2 separate regions of the Mus musculus genome follow, and region 2 is linked to region 1. Evidence: chromatin contacts called from public Hi-C data. All regions are on one chromosome and are shown on one strand. The core of a region is the stretch at or near the end of the contact, and the rest is flanking DNA. Distances in the headings are between cores, read along the strand shown.

Region 1 (4,711 bases), core at 1,152-3,651:
GACTAAAAAAAAAAAAAAAGACTGCAGCAATTTCCCCTTATTAATTCTTTTCTTTCCAAAAGAGAAGTATAGAGCTGACAAGTATCATGTTTTGAAGTTAAGGACAGTATTATATCTTGGCTATCTTTCCTTTTCCAATTTGCTTTCTGGGTCTGTGTATCCAGATTACAATCAGTATATACTAAGATTTAAGTAGATACCACAAATTCTTCCTCCCCTGTTTTAGATTCCAGGATGCACACACACACACACACACACACACACACACTGTTTGTTTGGGAAGTATGAAGACTATTGTTTTCTGAAATTGGTTTTTAGGTGATCATGTCGCAAATAGTGAAGTCATCTGAAAAATTATTTTTTGGTATTAACCTTGGTCTAACCTCGGTGTGGATTGAAGACTGTCTTTCATGTCATTGCACAAACATTGGATACTGAGCAGCATGTATTTAGCTTTCCCCTTTGCAGAATGTAGTGGATACCAGAGATATAGTAGGTATTCCATGAACTGCATCAAGAAAAGGGTAGGATGGAGGTATGAGTCCCCTCACATCCTCATATATCATATACCAAAGGCATACGATAAACTTGTTATTTTTCTCAGTGAGTTACTAGCTTTTGAAGTTAAAGAAATTACATGCCTTGGCTATTTTCTCTTTTCTAATCTGACTCTGAGATGTTGCAGATCTGTATCTGAGATTCAATCAGTACCAATTATCTAAGACTAATAAACAGGATAACTGCCTCCTTCTCTCTTTAGAGCCTATGATGTGGATTTAGCATTTTGAGAGGAGATAAATCAGAGCTATTTGTTAAGCATACATTAATCATTTACTATATGACAGGTGTTGCCCTGACTCATGAGTGTCATAGTTAAGTTTAAGTTTGTTGAATGGAAAGTGGGCTGTTTCCTGTGCATTCCCACTGCATGTTATTTTGCTCTATGACAATAGCGAGAGCAGTGTGCATATTTAAGGGGGATTTCTGATCTCCTTGGAAGAGGTGGAGCCGCTAAGAGTTAGGACTCCTTCACTGTAACTAAATCATTGAATGCTTCTAATAATGAATTCCACAAAGAGGCACTGCTATTTGAAGGTTGTGTAGTTGAGAGATTTTCTAAATTAGTCTCATGTTCATACTGTACCAAAGTTGATCAAAATGGATTCATAAAATGATAGAAGTGAAAAAAGACCACTAAATCTTACTATTTTAAGTTCTTGTATACTTTTATATTTGCATGGATCCCATGTTTGAAGCCTTTACACAGGAACAGTTTGTGAAAAATACTAACAACGATGTCAAATGAAATGCTCTAAGATATTTCTGGCTGGCAGAACATCAGATCCTTACAAATCATTAAAATATAATCATTAGACTTTATGATCATTTTCAGAGGAAATTCATGGAGAACATTATGACAAATATATGCATATATAACATTATACAGAAAAAGCATCTGAGTGTATGAAATAACATAGTACCTATGGCATAGAGGATTCTCCATGGAAATTAGAATGTTTTATGTATAGTGAACATACGCAGCATCAAATTTTAGACTGTTAATCTAATAAATTATTAGTAGATAATATAAAAATAAGATAAGTTAGTATTTGCCAACCTGAGAGATTATTTCAGCTTTTCTTGGTGCAGACATTTTATATGGATGGAGTATGCTATATAGAATTCACCCTACTGCCTCCAGAAATTTGAGTTTTAAGAAAAATATCAGCTTAATATGTCTTTATGTATACAACTGAAAATACCTAAGCTGATCAATTTTAAAAGGATTACAAGATTGAATATAGAAACTTAGTCTTGTCTCTCTCCCTTGCAAATCATATATATATATATATATATATATATATATATATATATATATATATACATACACTTTTGGTTATTATCTTTAAATTGTCAAGTATAGGGGTCCAACTACTCTCTATTTTCTCCTATTTGTGGATACCTTGTGAGGGAAAAAGCTGAGAGGAGAGATGTAAGGGAGAGAGTGAAGGGTAGAGAGAGTGAAGAGAGAAAAAAAGACAGAGAGAGAGAGAGAGAGAGAGAGAGAGACAGAGAGACAGAGACAGATTCAGAGACAGAGACAGAGACAGAGACAGTGAGACAAAGAACAACAGCACCTAGAAAATGCTGCCCAGGATGGGCTATTCTTGGATGATTCTCTCAGGTGGTTAATCACAGGGATTAATTAGCAAGCAGCTACTGTGAGAACTTGATCTTTTTTTTTTTTTTTTTGAGTCTTCATTGTGCATCACTAGGTATTTTCTAAATTCAGGCTGAACAAGGCTGTAAATTAAGCTCTGAAGCCTACCCCAGAGAGAAGGATGCTTACTGCTCACAGGTATCCATCCCAACAGTAGGAGTCATGCTCTGGGTGCTGAGTGAGACAACTAAAAAAATACATCTGTTCCCACCCACATCTTCTCCCACTGACAAATGCTGGGCTCTTGAGGCCAGAATTCTAGAATTTCATTCCAAAAGATACATTTATGAAAACCGGGGGGCAGGGGTAGAAGACATAAAGAAAAGGCTGTCAGAGATATAACACCTGCCCCAAACTGAATATCCAATTATGCCCACACCTTAAAATAGTACTTTGCAAAGCAACCAAGTGTTGCTGTCTCAAATCAGTGCACGTGTTAAAATGGGACCACAGTTAAATACATCTGCTCATGAAGCTGGCATGCTACAAAATACAAAGATGCTTGCTAGAGCAGAATAAAATATCAGCTCTCATGACGCCAAATTTTCAGCTGGTTAAGAATGCCACCCATTCTATGCAGTAACATAGTGTAAGAACTTGACTAGACTTCTAGTATGTAACTAAGTAGTGGATACCTTATGCCCCCCTTCTCTCTCTCTCTCTCTCTCTCTCTCTCTCTCTCTCTCTCTCTCTCTCTCTCTCCCCTCCCCCTCCCCTTCTCCCTCCCTCTCTCCCTCCCTCCCTGCATCCCTACCCCCTTGTATCCTCATATCCCACTTCCTCTCAGCACTGTCTTCTCACTTATGACCCTGTTATCCACTAAATCAGTCCCCTGATCAGAGTACAGGAATTACAGTCGGGTAGCACTGTGGTTGGCTCATTTTTAAACCTGTGCTAGAGTTACTTGAAGGGATGGGAATGATAAAATGTAAAGATATTATCAAATAAATAGGATCCATTTTTTCTCATAGATGTTATGGTTGAATAAGCTTATTATTTTTGTACAGCATTACAAATAGACATTCATGCTTTTGTGCGTATAATGTATACCGTTATGTTAGTTATAACAAATACAGAGCTCAGATCTTTAATCTAGGATGACTGATAAAGACCTAAATAACTGCCATCAGGTTTCAGAAAAAATGGATATAAATAAGAAGTATATTCAGAGTTTTATATATGCATATAAACTATGCAAATAAATTATGGGTTAATATTACAAACTACCTACAAATCAAGTTTCTGTTGAATTTTTGAAGCTTTCTGTACCATGGATGAAAGTGTTGAAAGTTTAGATTAATAAGACCTTAGAAAAATTTCTGTGTTTTAGACATATTAAATGAGCTAACAGCACATACTTCTGAATCTTAAGTATATAAAAAAACGTTTTCAATCGGTCTTATGTCATGTATAAATAAATCTACATTCAAGGTATATAATAAAATTATCCTCTCTGCTTCTGGTTGGGTGAGTAGATACTACATAGTGTTAGCATAGAGGACAGTTAAGTATCCTAATTTTCCCTTCCCCCAAGTACTCAGGGGAACTTTATGTGGCAAGATATAAAGTATAGGTACAGGTATAGGGTAAGAGCTGTTTAAAGTAGGATTCTGTTCACTTGGGAACTAAGGCCTACAACCAACAAATGGGACCTAATAAAATTAGAATAGTGTATACAGCAAAAGAGTTAATTGAATGAAGAGGCACACTACAGAATGGGGGGAAAGCTTTGCCAGCTATGTATTTACACAAAAAGTTCTAAGATATAGGAAGCACCGTTAAAATAAAACAGGTAAACAATAAGAAAACAAAGTAAACTTATTAACTCAGCTGCAGCTACTCCAAAGAAGAAATAGAAATAGCAAGTAGAATTAATCATCTTATCTATTAGGGAAGTAAAAATTAAAACTACTTTGAAGTTCCATTGCACTATATGAATAATAGCTATCATCAAGAAGAAAGAAATCAAATGTTGATATGGTGTGGAGAAAGAGAAATAGATTTTTTTTTCTTCGTGGGTGGATAAACTGCTGTAGCCACTATGGAAATCAGTGTAGAGGTTCCTTGATAAACTATAAATAGCTATCATCTGACCCAGCTACACCACCCCAGGCACACACTCACAAGACTTTACATCCTACCACAAGATACTTTCACATCATGTTTATTTCTGTTCTATTCACAATAACAAGTAAATGAGCCCAGCATCAGATGAATGGAAAATAAAGCTGTTGAAATGAAAACATATTGAATTTTTATTTAGGTGAAGAGAAAAATTAAATCATGATTTTTTTTCAGGAAAAACTGTAGAATTGGAAAAATATTGCATTGACTGGAGAAATCCAGGCTCAGAAAGACAAACAGTACGAACTCTCTCACACCTGCAGCTTCTAGTTTCTAATGATTCTATGTGTGTATTTGTGTGAAGCTGAAGTGAACAGAGGCCAGGAGACTAGAAAGGGATTTATGAGACAGAGAAATAAAGAGGCT
Region 2 (4,711 bases), core at 1,420-3,919, 880 kb before region 1:
CTGAAGTGTCTTTATTTCTTTGTTGATTTTCAAAGATAGGTTTGCTGGAGTGGCAGTCTGAATGAGAAGTTCCCCAGTGGGCTCATATAATTGAACGTTTGTTTGCTTAGTTGGTGGTACTGCCTGGAGAGGTCTAAGAAGTGTGGCCTTGCTGGAGAAAGTATGCCATTGGGGGGCAGGCTTTGAAGTTTCCAAGCCTTGCAACCATTCTCAGGGTACTTTCTTTGATTTCTGCTTATTGTTCAAGATACAAACGTTCAGCATTCAGGTCATGCTGATGACTGATGCTTGCTGCCGTGCTTCCCTGCTGAGATAGATTCATCCATCTGGAACCATAGGCCAAATAATCCTTTCCATCTCAAAGTTGGCTTGGTTGTGGTTGTTTGTCACAGCAACAGAAAAGTAATGAATACAGCTGGGTGTAGCAATCTTTGTTGGCAACTCTTTACTTCCAGGGCTTGGAATTCATAATTTCTTTCCTAGGCATGTATAAGTAATGTTTAGACTTGTGAAATCCATGTCTGTGGTCCTGAAGGTATCAGCCATGAAGGAAGACATTTTTAGGTCCTAGGGGAGTATAGGACTCATGGATTAGTCAATGTGGGCCTGGAAATGTTGTATATGAATGGGGATGCCCCTAGATTATATGAGGCAAGCTCTGGTGGGGAAGCTTAAAATCATAGTACCAATACTTCTAGAGCCGTAGAACATGGGTGGAGATTTCCTCTGCTCTCCAGGGATAAGCTAGAGGGATGTAAACAGTTTTTCACCAGTAGCTATATATCTAAGTCCTTTCTTGGGTTGGAAAGGCAGTCTTCCCTGGCTTTTGATACATGATTCCATTTGGTGATAGAGGTTTGGGCTCCTGGTATCAACATTCCTTAAGCTTCCAGGAAGCATTCCTGAGTTCTGAGAATCGGCAGAGGATTTTACTGATCCCTAATAGACATGTGCAGATGGAGTCAGAACTTTATAACAGTAGCTAAGATTGTGGGCTGGGGAGGAAATATCCCTTAGTTCTTGCCAAGGCAAGTGAGCTTGGGACTCAGTATGGGTCTTTAAGTTGTAGGATGTTAGAGAGTGTCCTTTTCCATATGAGTGATTTGTCAGCCCAAGGTTTCTGGTTGTTCCGAAGAACAATTGCAAATCCCTAAGCCAAGAAGGTATATAACATGGATTGTTGTAATAGCTTGGGTTTAGGGAGCTGGGTGAGACTTAATGTACATTTTTAATTTGAAACACAATGGCCACCCTCAGACTATCCTACATTCTAAACTGTATTGAAAGGCTATAAGGGGAATGGAATTCTCTTGCTAGTGTATCTTCTAGGCAATGTTGTTCCATTTGCTGTCACTTTTCACCTTTTCCCTACTTCCTCAATCCCTCCCCTCTCACAGGGAGCCAGGTTGACCTCATAAGCTGCAACTTCTCCACGTTGACTTTCCTCTTTGCTGTCTAAGGTTCTAATGATTTACTAACTCATTTCCAGACTTTTCTCTTTGTCACTGTCTTCAATATTTCCTTTGTTGGCTTGGATTCATTCTGTAGCAGAGTCATATGGGGGACACTTCTATTCAGCCATCTGGGTGTTTCTCCTCCAGCCTGTCAGCCTCCTGGATCTGTCAGCCTGGACCAAGAGACCTTGATCTGGCCAAGAAAATCTGCCATAGATTATTGCTGGCATGTCTTGTTTTCTTATCATCCATACCCTCCATACATTTCCATACCCACCTACGCCACCTCTAGATGATCTCTCTGCTGGGATTTCCTGATCATCTCCTGCTTCTGGCTCACTCTAGTATCTCTTAGACCTCTCAAGATAAACCCCAGTAGCTGATTTAATGTAAGCATGGTAGCTTTCTTTTGCCTTCCAGGTTTTTAGCACTTCACCAGTTTCACAACTAGAACAGATTTTAGAGACCAGCTCTCAGTTTCTAACATTTGTGACCCACAGAGTAAAATGGAGAAGATACCTATATAATGTCAGACCTAGAATATGAAGCTGTAGGATAAGAGCCAATTAGGGTAATGTGAGATGGGAATCCAATCCTCTATTTGGATTGCGTCTTCCCAGTGGTTTTGAGGAATACAGTTTAGCATTCCAACTGATTTGTTAACTCTTTTTTTTGGGGGGGATGAACAGAATCTTGAAGGAGATAGAGTAATTTGTTCAAGGTCACCCAGTGGATTAGTTCAGAATTTGAATCAAGGCTTTCTTAGCTTTACCACTTTCTGTAGATCCACAAATAAGACAGACTACAGGGGACTTTCAAGGGAATGATCAAAGAGTGTCTACCTCCTATTAACCCATCATCCCTTCAAAGTCTCACAGTCCGTCAATAGGTCCCTATGAAAATCATCAATATCATTTCCTCTTGAAACGTCTCCCTCCTGCCCTGATATAAATGCATTGCTGGCTTGTTAATTTTAGTTGGAAAATCGGAGACCTAGTGACAACCACTACTGCACAGGGCTCCTCTGCTGTTCAATAAATGCTAATAAACGGCAATCTGCAGTCTTAACAATTGCTTCTGCCTGAACCCAGATGCAAGGGCAAAGATTACTTTGGTCTGAATTGGATTTGAAAAGGCTGAAGGAACAGGCTTTGAGTGCGCAGTGGAAATGCCAGTTGAATATTAATTACTGCTGCGCTGCCGGATTGTGGAAGGGTGTAGTGGTTCAGCGCAGAGACAAGAGGGACTAGCAAAAGCCTTCAGAATGCTTGTGCTTGTGGAATCCAAGAGCGTGGCTTCAAACAGAGGCTTGGGAGCCTGGGGGTGGCTTTTTCTACAGCTCTCCCAGTGTTCCGAGAGCACTTCTGCTCTTGCAATTTGCTCATTTTATTTACTCTTCAGAATCATCATAGTGACTCAGCCAGGAGCTGTCTTACGGGCAGGTTTTAATTAGTGGCCTGGGAATTCAAAAAGTAGCAGGGAGGTACATAGGGGTTCCAGAAGCTACTTGCCCCACTAATTATTTCGAACACTCCAAGAATGGAATACTCATGCCTCTAGTGATTCCCAACACACAGTTACGACCAGCCTGCCTTACACAGTTATCCCCCTGACCCCAGCATTAGTCGTGTGTCGCATGTGAAGGATAGAGATTTGCTTATGAACATACTGAGGTGATTTCCATATATTCCCACCCCTAGCAATCTTTTAAATTATGGATACTAAATTATGTCCTACAGATTTAGCTGACCAATAGACACATGACTAATTGTTTCTTTCCATTTGAAATGTGAGCCTCCTGGTGGGCTGTATGTTTTGGTGCAATTATATCAGCCCCAGGCCAGAGCTGGGCCATTTTAGCCACCTGAAGAGTGTGCTAATTGTCCTGAAGTATACTGCCTGATGTGTGTCTCATTGCTGTAGTGGTTTTAATGGGAATTTCTAATTAAAAATAAGAAGAGAGTCAGGGTTGGATGCCTTCCTCCTGCATTACAGTTCAGGCAGAGCCCCCTTGAGCATGCTCATGTGATCAAGCCCATGAGGGGAGGCAGCTAGGGCAGAGACTAGCGTGTGTCTGGTTTGTCTAGTAGGTACAGCTCAGGCTGTTGGAGCTCTCATTAGATCTGGGCCAATGTCAACATGTCTTCCCTCATGCCACTTCTCCCAGGCTCTGTGTCAGTGTGTGGAGTGTGTGCCAGTGGGGACTCTGGGAAGAAACAAGGCAGGGATTTTAATCAGCTGGAGTTTCAGGCTGACATCTGGAAGGAGTTCATGACATAAGATTGTTCTAGAAAATCATAGTCACACCCCACTGCTTCCAAAAGACCAGGTTCCCTGGTGATTCAGTAAGTGGTCCAAGAGTCTTATCAGATGAGAATATCAGCTCTGTCCTTATTAACAGTACATTCTTGGAAAAGCCACTTAACTCTTTTGAGCCTTGGCATACTTCCTTATAAAGTGAGGATAACTAACAATAGAAACTCTGATGGCATATTGGTGGACATTTGCTTAAGACATTTTTGTATTGTACATGGTGAGTCACATTTCCTCCCCATGCCCCAAACCCATATTCTTACTACCTTGTTCACAGTCTAATAACACAGAGGACAGGAGAAGAGTGAGACCAAGTTCTGAGACTATTAGTCAAAAGTAGAGACTAGAAAGAAAAGGCAACAAAAGAGAAAATGGGATTTTCTTATCCCTGTGGGATAAGGCTCAGCCCATTTTTGCCAGCTGACATTGAGAAGTTTTTGAGAGGGAGAATAGGGTTTGTAAGAGGTGAACTGGGGGGAAGAAAGAGAAAATGGAAGAAGAAAGAGTTAAGAGGGTGAGAATTGTTGTTCCACCTATAGGGTTGCAGACCCCTTTAGCTCCTTGGGTACTTTCTCTAGCTCCTCCATTGGGGGGCCCTGTGATCCATCCAATAGCTGACTGTGAGCCTCCACTTCTGTGTTTGCTAGGCCCCAGCATAGCCTCACAAGAGACAGCTATATCAGGGTCCTTTCAGCAAAATCTTGCTAGTGTATGCAATGGTGTAAGCGTTTGGAGGCTGATTATGGGATGGATCCCCGGGTATGGCAGTCTCTAAATGGTCAATCCTTTCGTCTCAGCTCCAAACTTTGTCTCTGTATGAACTAACCAGTAACCCCCCAGAGCTCTTGTCTCTAGCTGCATATGTAGCAGAAGATGGCCTAGTCGGCCATCATTGGGAAGAGAGGCCCCTTGGTCTTGCAAACTTTATATGCCCCAGTACAGGG

What was found. Hi-C and Micro-C count contacts between places; a contact is called where the count stands out from the background.
Region 2: a Hi-C map of cortical neurons shows a contact between it and region 1, with 5 times the contacts expected there. The contact joins two enhancer-like sites. A contact is called at or near these places in 1 of 39 promoter capture datasets (hippocampal neurons), 4 of 484 Hi-C or Micro-C datasets (cortical neurons and embryonic stem cells) and 1 of 9 other capture datasets (embryonic stem cells).

Annotation. Positions count from the first base shown.
Region 1 is chr11:42,388,866-42,393,576 of GRCm38.p6, reverse strand. No RefSeq gene overlaps it. Among named protein-coding and RNA genes, the nearest start is that of Gabrb2, 30 kb to the left of the region's middle. Within about 2 kb of position 2,401, at least 10 of the 459 cell types and tissues checked have an H3K27ac peak or open chromatin away from gene starts, as enhancers often do. A contact at or near this core is called in cortical neurons and hippocampal neurons, where this site is marked.
Region 2 is chr11:43,268,404-43,273,114 of GRCm38.p6, reverse strand. No RefSeq gene overlaps it. Among named protein-coding and RNA genes, the nearest start is that of Gm12146, 46 kb to the right of the region's middle. Within about 2 kb of position 2,669, at least 34 of the 459 cell types and tissues checked have an H3K27ac peak or open chromatin away from gene starts, as enhancers often do. A contact at or near this core is called in cortical neurons and hippocampal neurons, where this site is marked.